2 separate regions of the Sus scrofa genome follow, and region 2 is linked to region 1. Evidence: chromatin contacts called from public HiChIP or PLAC-seq data. All regions are on one chromosome and are shown on one strand. The core of a region is the stretch at or near the end of the contact, and the rest is flanking DNA. Distances in the headings are between cores, read along the strand shown.

What was found. HiChIP or PLAC-seq counts read pairs in DNA pulled down with a chosen protein or histone mark.
Region 2: a contact with region 1 is called in an H3K27ac HiChIP or PLAC-seq map of skeletal muscle. The contact joins the promoter of GTF2E2 here to the promoter of PPP2CB in region 1. A contact is called at or near these places in 2 of 5 promoter capture datasets (fetal liver and liver), 4 of 47 Hi-C or Micro-C datasets (embryonic fibroblasts, heart right ventricle and skeletal muscle) and 2 of 2 datasets of contacts at active chromatin or transcription factors (alveolar macrophages and skeletal muscle).

The regions. Positions count from the first base shown.
Region 1 is chr15:54,294,473-54,299,196 of Sscrofa11.1, reverse strand. PPP2CB (serine/threonine-protein phosphatase 2A catalytic subunit beta isoform) reads right to left here and starts at 3,411. Exons shown (of 7, transcript XM_021075810.1): 1 at 2,937-3,411. The coding sequence starts at 3,038.
Region 2 is chr15:54,440,823-54,446,057 of Sscrofa11.1, reverse strand. GTF2E2 (general transcription factor IIE subunit 2) reads right to left here and starts at 1,578. Exons shown (of 9, transcript NM_001244861.1): 1 at 1,382-1,578.

The sequences.
Region 1 (4,724 bases), core at 2,162-4,661:
CCCTGGAGTGGGAATTTCCACGTGCCAAGGGCATGGACAAAAGAAAAAAAAAAGGAATTTAATTTTGAGGGAGAAATCACCACCATACGATGTTAACTTTCTATACAATAATATTGCTAATAGATTCCACAAAATCATATTAAAAAACCCCTAAAATCTAGTCACAAAGAATTAAAAAGATATTTGTAATTAAGTATGACCTTTAATTTTTTCTTATATTCTTTCTACATGCCTATCATTCTTGACCTGGAAGGGTAGAGCAAATATTAAGTAGACCAAGTGAGAAAGACAGTTACTTCACAAAATTACTTTGTGCTTCTGTCTGTCTTACAGGTAGGAGTCAGAGGTGCCAAAAGACTGGCAGCTATTAAGTTGCAGAGCTAGGATTTGAACTTGGCTGGCTACTAGAGTTCATTATTAACAAACGCTGCACTTGGCAGGAAAAAGGAGGGCAGAAGTAGGGATATAAAATGGAACTCTAGACTAAGGGAGAAGACAGAATACATGTACCACAGAGATTCGCCACAGTTGCCAAGGGGCTGCCACCGTCACACTTCTCCAGTCCACTGGCAATCCATCAAGGTGGTGGAGGACCAAGACAAATGACTGGGAATTTTCACTTAAAAATTCATGCTTAGTGGGCAAGTACAAATATTCAAAGAAAAAAAGTAAGACATAAGGTTAGATATATCTCAAAGGTCCTAGGGATTGGTAGTTCAATTCAGGAGCTAAAGTTAAAATAATCTCTCTGGACAAACACAGAAAGCTTCCTCAAGTGATTAGGATTCAAGTGTGGTTGAGGGGTAGAATATTCTTCTCCAGAAGACATCTTAAATTTATTAGAGAATTAAAGGGAAAAACTGATTCAACTGCCAACTTTGTCCATAACTTCAAGTCTTTATCTACTGTTCACAGTGAGGTGAACTGACTCAGCTAATTTCAGAACTGAATGTTTCACCTGACACTGGAGCCTAAGAGAGCGTGAATTAAAATGTAAATTCTAAGACATGAAATTACAGGTTATCACACAAGAAAACTGAATGTGGAACTTGAAGTGGTAAGTAAACAGCCTGTTTCAGGGAAACAAAAATACCATTTGCTTGGCAGTTCTATTTACAGAAATACACTCCTGTGTTAACAAATAGTTATTTAACAGACTCACAGATACAGAAAACAAACTTATAGTTACTAAAGAGGATAGCGGGGGAAGGGGGTGAAGAGGTAAGTTAGGAGTTTGGGATGAGCACACAAACACACGACTATATATAAAACAGGTAAAAACAAAAATGTGCTGTACAGCTCAGGGAACTTTATTCAATATTTTTGTAATAGCCTATAATGGAAAAAAAATCTGAAAAAGAATACACATATATGTGTGTAACTGAGTGACTGCTGTATACCTGAAACTAACACAACATTGTAAATTAACTATACCTCAATTCTAAAAAGTTACATATGTATGTAGACCCTAAGCAACAATACATGTAACTAAAAACACTATTCTTGGGAGTTCCCACAATGGTGCAGTGGGTTAAGAATCTGACAGCAGCAGCTCAGGTCTTTGCAGAGGTCCAGGTTTGATCTCTGGCCCACTCAATGTGTTAAAGGATTTAACTCCACAGCTACAGTTTAGATTTAACCCCTGGCCCAGGGAACTTCTATATGCTTGGATGCGGCCATAAAAAGGAAAACAACAACAACAAAACAGCTATTACTCCTCCATTCCTAAGATGCTTAATTTTAAGGGTGTGCTATAAACAACATTGACAAAATCTTTCCTTCTTCAATGCTTTTCGGAGGCATCCCGGCTTACAAACACAATGATCAAGAAAGTCTTATGGGTCATGGCTTAAAAATACAAACCAATCAAAAGCATTAAAGAATAAATAACTTTGTTACTCCTTCATATGAACCTTTTTACATAAAAATGTATTAATATTATTTAGGCCAAAAAAAAGGTGGAATGAGAAAAATAAACTGTAAAATCTGAAATAATTCGAGGTTAAGAAAACAACGAATATAGGACTCAGAAAGTGGCCTAAAATCACACAATCAACAGCGACTGTAAACAGTTAATTGCCTGCATATTTTACTACTTTTTGGAAAAAAACAACTTAAATATGTAATAGAAATAACTTTCTGAAAAGTGTTACCCTGCACGTAAAACACGTACCCATTGATCATTTCATGCAAGCAGTGTTGCCAAACTTAAGACTAGCCGTCCTGTTTCTGAAAATCAACATTTTTGCTTCCAGAGAGCTTCTCAATTGAAGAAGACCAGTCACCATCTGTCTCAACCAAAGTCAACTTCTATTTTAAAAATCACAGTCCGCCATCACACCCACCTCTCTATAAACAAATGCTTGATACATTTCAACTCGATGATTTCTGAAGGACCGAGTCACCTGAGAAAACGGCTACGTTTATTATATCAAGGGCCTTGAGATTCACAACGTCCAGGTTCATTTTCAACTACGAGATTGCCTAGATTACCCTGCCAGCCAGCTAAAGCGCGGATTGCTAGTCCGCACGGAAATACTGGAGTGTCAGCAAAACCCAGAAAACAGTCGGCGCCCCAATCACTCCAGGAGTGGATTCCGGGTGCCACGTTGCCCCCGCCCACCTACCCCGGACCCCTTAGGCCAGGACTGGGAGCTTCCAACCCCAGCCGGGTGCTGGGTCTCCAGGGGGTCCAGGAACAGCCCGGCTCCTCCCGGGGGAGGCTGCCCGAGTGGGAGACGCAGCCCCGCAGGTCCCAGACGGACGCGCCGGACAAGGGACAAGCAGGCCAGGAGAAGAGGTGGGGGGGAGGGGGGGAGGAGAAAGGGGGAGGGGAAGGAGGGGGGAGGGGAGAGGAGGGAGAGGGGAGAGGATAGGTCCCAGCCCCCACCCAGCCTGTCGCACGCCGGCCGCATCTCGCCAATTTTCTCTCTTACCTTTTCGCATAGGGTCCGCACTTGGTTCTCATTAAGCTGTTTACACTCGTTCAGCTGCTCGACCCACTGGTCCAGCTCCTTGGTGAACGCCTTGTCGTCCATGGCGACCCGAGCCCCTCCCCCGCCGTCTCCCGCCCCCCTCCCCGCCCGCCCTCGCCCCTCGCGCCGCTCCCCTCGCCCGCCGCCGCCAGCTCCCAGTGGGAGAGGAAGGAGTGGGGGAGCGCGGCCCCGGACCCCGCGCCCCGCCCGAGCCCCGCGGGCGGCTCCTGGCGCGCGGCCTTCGGGAGACCCCCGCCCGCCCTGGCCCGCCGGGCCGCGCGCCCTGGGCGTCACTGGAGGGCGCGGGGAGGTGCGGGACTTCCGCGCAGCTCCCGCCGGATTATGGCCACTTGCCGCCGCCGCCGCCTCCCGCCCGCCCGCTGCTCTGGATTCCCTTGCCCCTTCTCTCTCGCTCTTTCTTTCCCCTCCCTCTGGGTTTCCGTCATCGCCCGGGCATTTCCGCCGGGAAAAGGTTAGCAGGCGGTGCCGCCGGAGCCCGGGACTCGAGGAGGGGTACAGCGCCCCCGTGTGGCTCGGCGGAGAAACGGTCCCTTTCCCTTCCATCTTGCACTTTATCGACCAAGCTCTCCCAGTTCTTTCTTTACATAATTTTACGCAAGTCTGTACCCACTATAGTTTCCTGCAGTGCTTTTTTCCCCCTTTTTTTCTTCTTTTTATTTTAGCGTTCTGTAGAGGGGATTGGAAAGCTTGTCCCCCTCCTTGACAACATTGTCTCCTCAGAATCTATCACTCTCCCATAGCAGGTGGTCAACATTTGTTGAGAAAAAAAATAAATTCTTTCTAGTCTTACCTCTGTTATGAACTAGCTGTGAGGCACTGACATCTCGAATCCCCCCTTTCAGCATCAGAAAGATGAGATGACAGCTCTGTGTTTTACCAATCAGTGTCCCAGCTCCCTCATCCTCCACGGAGTTGACTGCAGTGTTTACTGAATTCTCATGATTTGTTCATGCAACAGATACTTAATGAGCAACTGCTAACTGCCAGATCTCTTGAACAGCTAATGCTTACCAAGTTGACTTCCTATATTATAGTTGCAGATTATTGCCACTGAACCCAAATGGGAGGCAGCCTCTTGTATCTGAAGGCAAGAACTCCCTCCAGCTCCCTCTTGGCATTGCTAGCCTCCCAGCCAGGTCCTTGGACAATCACCAAAGCTCCCCCAGCCTCAAGTTCATCATCTGTTAAAAGGGGGCAATAAGCCCTTTTCAGGTTATCATGATTAAATTCTACAAGTGCTTATCCAACAGTAGAGTTTGGGAGCCATGTTCCTCTGTTTCTTGCCTTATCCCTCCTAGGCAATAGCTACAGAAAACTTTAGAAGGGTGGCATTTTTTTTCTTTTCCTTTTGCAGTGGTTTGCTGCGGGGTCTCAGTTCTCAGACCAGAGACTAAACCCCAGCAGCATCAGCGAAAGGGCCGAGTCTTAACCACTGGACCACTAGGGAAACCCTGAGAGAGGTGGCATTTCAACTGAATTTTGAACCTTCTCCCTAAGCAACACTTTGGAGTTCCCTGGAAAAGAGGAAAGGAGTTCTCAGGATTTTGGGTTTTTTTTTTGGAAAGTGGCGGAGAACAAATGTGTGCAAGACCATGGTCTCTTTGGAAAGCTACAAATACTCCTAATAACCGAAATAGGTCCTATGGTGGAAAATAAGGCTGGAAGAGCTCCTGTTCTCAAGTGTCTTGTAAACAGCAGCAAACCAACTGCAAGACAGAACATGAAAAG
Region 2 (5,235 bases), core at 329-2,828, 150 kb before region 1:
ACAGCATTTGACCCTCACAACTTTATAACAGGTATTTTGTTTTATTCCTTTTTCTTTTTTTTTTTTTTGTCTTTTTAGGGCCACACCTACAGCATATGGAGGTTCCCAGGCTGGGAGTTGAACTGGAGCCATAGCTGCTGGTAAACACCACAGCCACCGCAACTCGGGATCCGAGGTGCATCTTCGACCTACACCACAGCTCAGTGCAACGCCAGATCCTTAACCCCCTGAGTGAGGCCAGAGATTGAACCTGCATCCTCATGGATACTAGTCAGATTGGTTTCCGCTGAGCCATGATGGGAACTCTGCTTTATTCCTATTTTAACACGTAAAATCTGAAGTGAAAAGAGGACATGATTAAGGTCACACAGCTGAAAGAACAGAACCAGGAATGGAACTACTGTGGTTCCCCAATCAGGTGTTCCTTACTCCAGACCTGAAATGATGGTATATGGCCTCCAAAACAAAGACGACCTGTGTGGTATGGGTAACGTTTAATGGCACCTGGAACAGAAGGCTTAATATCTTCCACCATCATATGCTCCATCTAACTTTTGCTCCTTTTTTTCAGACTACTCAGTATCTATAGGGTTTGACATGTACTGAACTGTGTGGCAGACAGGAGACATCACCCTGACCATTTTACATTAAACAATACAAAAAAAACAACATGGCCACAACTGAGTTCACGTGTTCTTCCACTGAGACGCCAAAAACGAATGAAAATCTGCTGGCTCCAAAGCCCACATTCTTTCCACTTTTTCATTTGACGTCAACTTTTCTACTTTTCCTCTCTTGCCTCTTTGCCTGGTGCCAACATGGCTATGAATAGCCGGCAAGCTGAGAACACAGACTGCTTACCTCTTAAATAACAGAAATGTTGAGGCGAACGGCAAAAAAAAAGTACAGCAGCGATTTGTTTTGGAAAACAAACTTTGCAAAAACAACTATTACAACTCTAAGTTTAGAAATCCTTCCAAACAATGTCTCCCAAAGGCAGGTGGAAAAAGAAAAAAAAAAAAAAAGTCCGTGAAGGGGCCTGAAATCACAGCCTTTAGTTAGCCGGACAACGTGGTTCCCCAAACTCCACACGCCGGGATGGTGCAGCTACTGCTAATATGAACTTGAAGGCTAAGCAGAGGCACAATCGGCTCTCAGATTCGAATTTCCCCTCTTTCCAACCCAAAAGTTTTCTCAGTGAACCCCCAGCCTAAAAGACAATGCTCCCGAGAAGTTATTACCGGGTTTAAGATCTTCGCGGAGGGAAGGGCAGCTCCAGCCTCCCGCGTGGTGGGAGACCCGCTCACCCCCGGGAGGAGGCGGCCCGCGGGAACAACAGGCCGGGGTTCTGCGCCCCTCACACAGCCGCCGCAGCACCCACCTGAGCCAGGAGGGCCGTCCCACACGCCTCCGCCGCGACCAGCCACCCACGCCCGCTTGGCCGCCGCTTCCTGTTCGTCGTCAGCGCCCCCGCCCGCACGCCCGCCCAGCGCTGCCCCGCCAGGTCGGGGTCCTAGCACTGGCGGCGGCGGCGGCGGCGTCCGAGGAGGCGACTCGGCCCCGGGCTCCGCCCGCCACTTCCTGATCTTACGGCTCTGAACTCAGTCCCGGCAGCCACCGCGGCGGCGCGGCGGCCGCAGAGAACGCGCGTGCGTCATCACGTGCCCCGCCTGGGTAGAGCTGAGGGGGTCAACCAGCTGGGGCGTCCCGGATCTCCTTGACAGCCCGAGAGAGGCTGGGGGCGGGACTTTGATGGGAGTACTGAAGACGCTGCCAAGAGGGAAGAAATTTTTCTTTTACAGGAGTAGAAATATGAAGCTAATAGATCCTCCTGCAGCGTGCGCTGGGATCTGCTCAATTCGAGTGACGACGAGAGTTTTCAAGTTATTGTCTACAGGTGTTCTGTGACTTTACATCAAATGCCAATCACCATCACCTAAACGTCAAAAGAACATTGACGTTTTACAAGCGAGGAAGCAAGAAAGCAAGTGAAACTAAATGGTGTGCTCAAGACAGCACAGCTAGCAAAGGCAAATCCTGTCCTGAAGTCCAGTTTCCGAACTCCTAACCACTACCCCTGTGAACCCTCTTAGAAAAGGATTTTGGATTGAGACGCAGCATAAAGGGGTAGAAATAAAGCGACGAAAAAGATTGGCTTTGTGCACAGCCAGCAATGTGTTTGCGGTGTCAGATTTTCTGTAACTCTCCTTTCCTAACTCTTATAACCTGAAGCCAGTACCCAACTGTTCTGTGGCTGTCCTTTAACTGGTTACTCCTCACCTTACTTAACCTGTTTCAGTTTTCTCATCTGGTAAATGGGAATAACAATTGTCCTAGCACAATGGGTTACTTGCATTGGACTCTTGGGAAGATTGAATGAGATAATACGTAAATTTTTTTATTTTTTATTTATTTATTTATTTATTTTTGTCTTTTGAGGGCCGCATCCATGGCACATGGAAGTTCCCAGGCTAAGGGTCAACTCAGAGCTACACCACAGCCGCAGCACCTCAGCATCTGATCTGTGACTAAGACCTTCACCACAGCTCACCGCAATGCTGGATCCTTAACCCACAGAGCAAGGCCAGGGATGGAACCGCGTCCTCATGGATACCAGTTGGGTTCGTCAACCACTGAGCCACGGCGGGAACTCCGAGATAATATGCAAATTTTTATTCAAAACTTGGGAATAGGAGTTCCCATTTGTGGCTCAGTAGAAATGAAAATAAAGCCAAAAGATGATTGTGTGGCTTTTTTTTTTTTTTTTTTTTTTTGTCTTTTCTTGGGCCGTTCTCGCGGCATATGGAGGTTCCCAGGCTAGGGGTCTAATCGGAGCTGTAGCCACTGGCCTATGCCAGAGCCACAGCAACGCGGGATCCGAGCCACGTCTGCGACCCACACCACAGCTCACAGCAACGCTGGATCCTTAACCCACTGAGCAAGGCCAGGGATCAAACCCACAACCTCATGGTTCCCAGTCGGATTCGTTAAACACTGCACCAAGACAGGAACTCCGATTGTGTGGCCTTCTTAAAATTGATTTCATGCTAGAGGATTTTGTAATAAATGCACTTGCATCTGACACCCTCAGGAATGTAACTTCATTTGGATAACAATTTATTAGGACTCAGAGGGTTCATAACCCAGGAGAGTCAGAGATTGGTGGAAAAAAAAAGAAAACTGATAAGGTATAATAAGGAGAAGGAGCAGTCATTCATAGCAAAAGATAATTCTGTTGTGGCGCAGCAGAAATGAATCCGACTAGTATTCATGAGGATGCGAATTCGATCCCTCACCTTACTCAGTGGGTCGGGGATCCCCTGGTTGCCCTGAGCTGCGGTGTAGGTCGCAGCCGCAACTCGGATCCCTCATTGTTGGGGCTGTGGTGTAGGTCAGCAGTTATAGCCTGGATTCAACCCTTAGCCTGGGAACTTCCATAGGCTGCAGGTGTGGTCCTAATAATAATAATGATAATCCCAAAGCTTAAAATTGCATTGCCCTGAGAAACATTAGCCAGTTTTATATCAATCCATTAATTTTTATTTTACCCTTTCGCCCAAAATTACATAAATTCCAACTTACCATATCTTCATGGAATCAGTTCTATCATTCTCCTAGCTTCCGTACATGAGAGACTTAACAAATGGACAATGGCCAGACTATACATGATAGTAATCTCTGGCGCATTTAAGAAATCAAACCACAGCCTCTGGAGCAATCAGCTCAGAATGATCAGGATTTACTCAAAAGCTGCCAACTTTCCCATTTTAGACACACACCAACCACACCCCAGCTTCCCTTGCCAAGCACCTTTAATCAGAAAATACCAGAAGCATCCCCCCTCTTTTTTTCATTATAAAGCTTCCCCCATCCCTGATTGCCTTTGAGTTTCTGCCAAATGCAAGTGATAATGGCTGATTCCCTTGCTTTATAGCAAGAGATGCAGTCTCTTATTTGAGTGGTCTTCATTTCCACCTGTGTTTAATAACTTTGACCGTCACCTAGTCACTTGAGACTTAGGAGTTTAACAATTGGAGAATCATGCTTTTACAGAACTAAATCTACCCCATAGAGAGCACTCAATGAACTGTTAAAAGAGAAACTCAGCTACACTAAAATTTTGAAGAAGTTATTTGAGCAAATAGCAATTTAAATCAGCCCCAAACCAAAAATAATTAGGGGCACTCCACTAACAGGAGCTAAGGGAAAGGTTTTTACAGAGAAGATGAGGAAGCAAATAAAAGAAAGCATTGATTGGCTATAGCCTAAGTGGTTGCTTTATTGGGAAAGGCTAGTTGAGTGAGGTTTTTGTTTTGCTATGTTTTGTTTTTCTTTTTACTGCCACATCTGCATCATATTGACATTCCCAGGCCAGGGGTCAAATTGGAGCTGGAGCTGCATGCCTATGCTATAGCCATGGCAACACTGGATCCCAACTGCATTTGCAACCTACGTGTCAGGTTAGGGTAATGTCAGATATCCTTAACCCACTGAGCCACAACGGGCACTCCTATTTGTTTTCTTTTTGATGGTGGCCATTCTGACAGGTATGAGGTGATATCTCATTGTGGTTTTAATTTGCCTTTCCCTGTTGATTAATGATGTTAAGCATCTTCTCATATGCTTATTAACTATTTGTATGTCTTCTTTAGAAAGATATCTATTCAAGTCCTTCGCCCCTTTTAAAAATCAGGGGGGTTTGTTTGTGTTATTGGGTTTTAGAAGTTTCTTATGCATTCTGGACATTAGCTCTCATCAGACATGTGACTTGCAATTATTTTATCCCATTCTGTAGGCTAACTTTTCATTGCTATTTCCTTTAATACGCATAAGTTTTAAAGTTTGAAGCAGTCTCATGTGTCTATTTTTTTATATTGTTGCCTGTCCCCTGCATCACTTTTGGTGGATAAAGAAAACTTCTCCCCGAGCTCTGACCCTCTGCCTCTGCACAACTGCAGACTTCCTCCTGAGTAGCTATTGGCCAAGATAAAGTTACATGCCTTTGCCTAAACCGAACAACCACAGTTAAAGGAAAATAAATCACTGTGACAACCTCAGACAAACATGACTCATTTTTCTGTGGGTGGGAAGGGAGTAGTCTTTTTTGAGCACATGGATAAGAAGAGTGAAATTTAGGGTAAAATGGAGGCTTTGCCAACAGGAAGAAGAAGGGTAATTACTGTGTAGACAACCACTGTGGTATGCCACCATGTATCATCAGATATGTATTTTTAA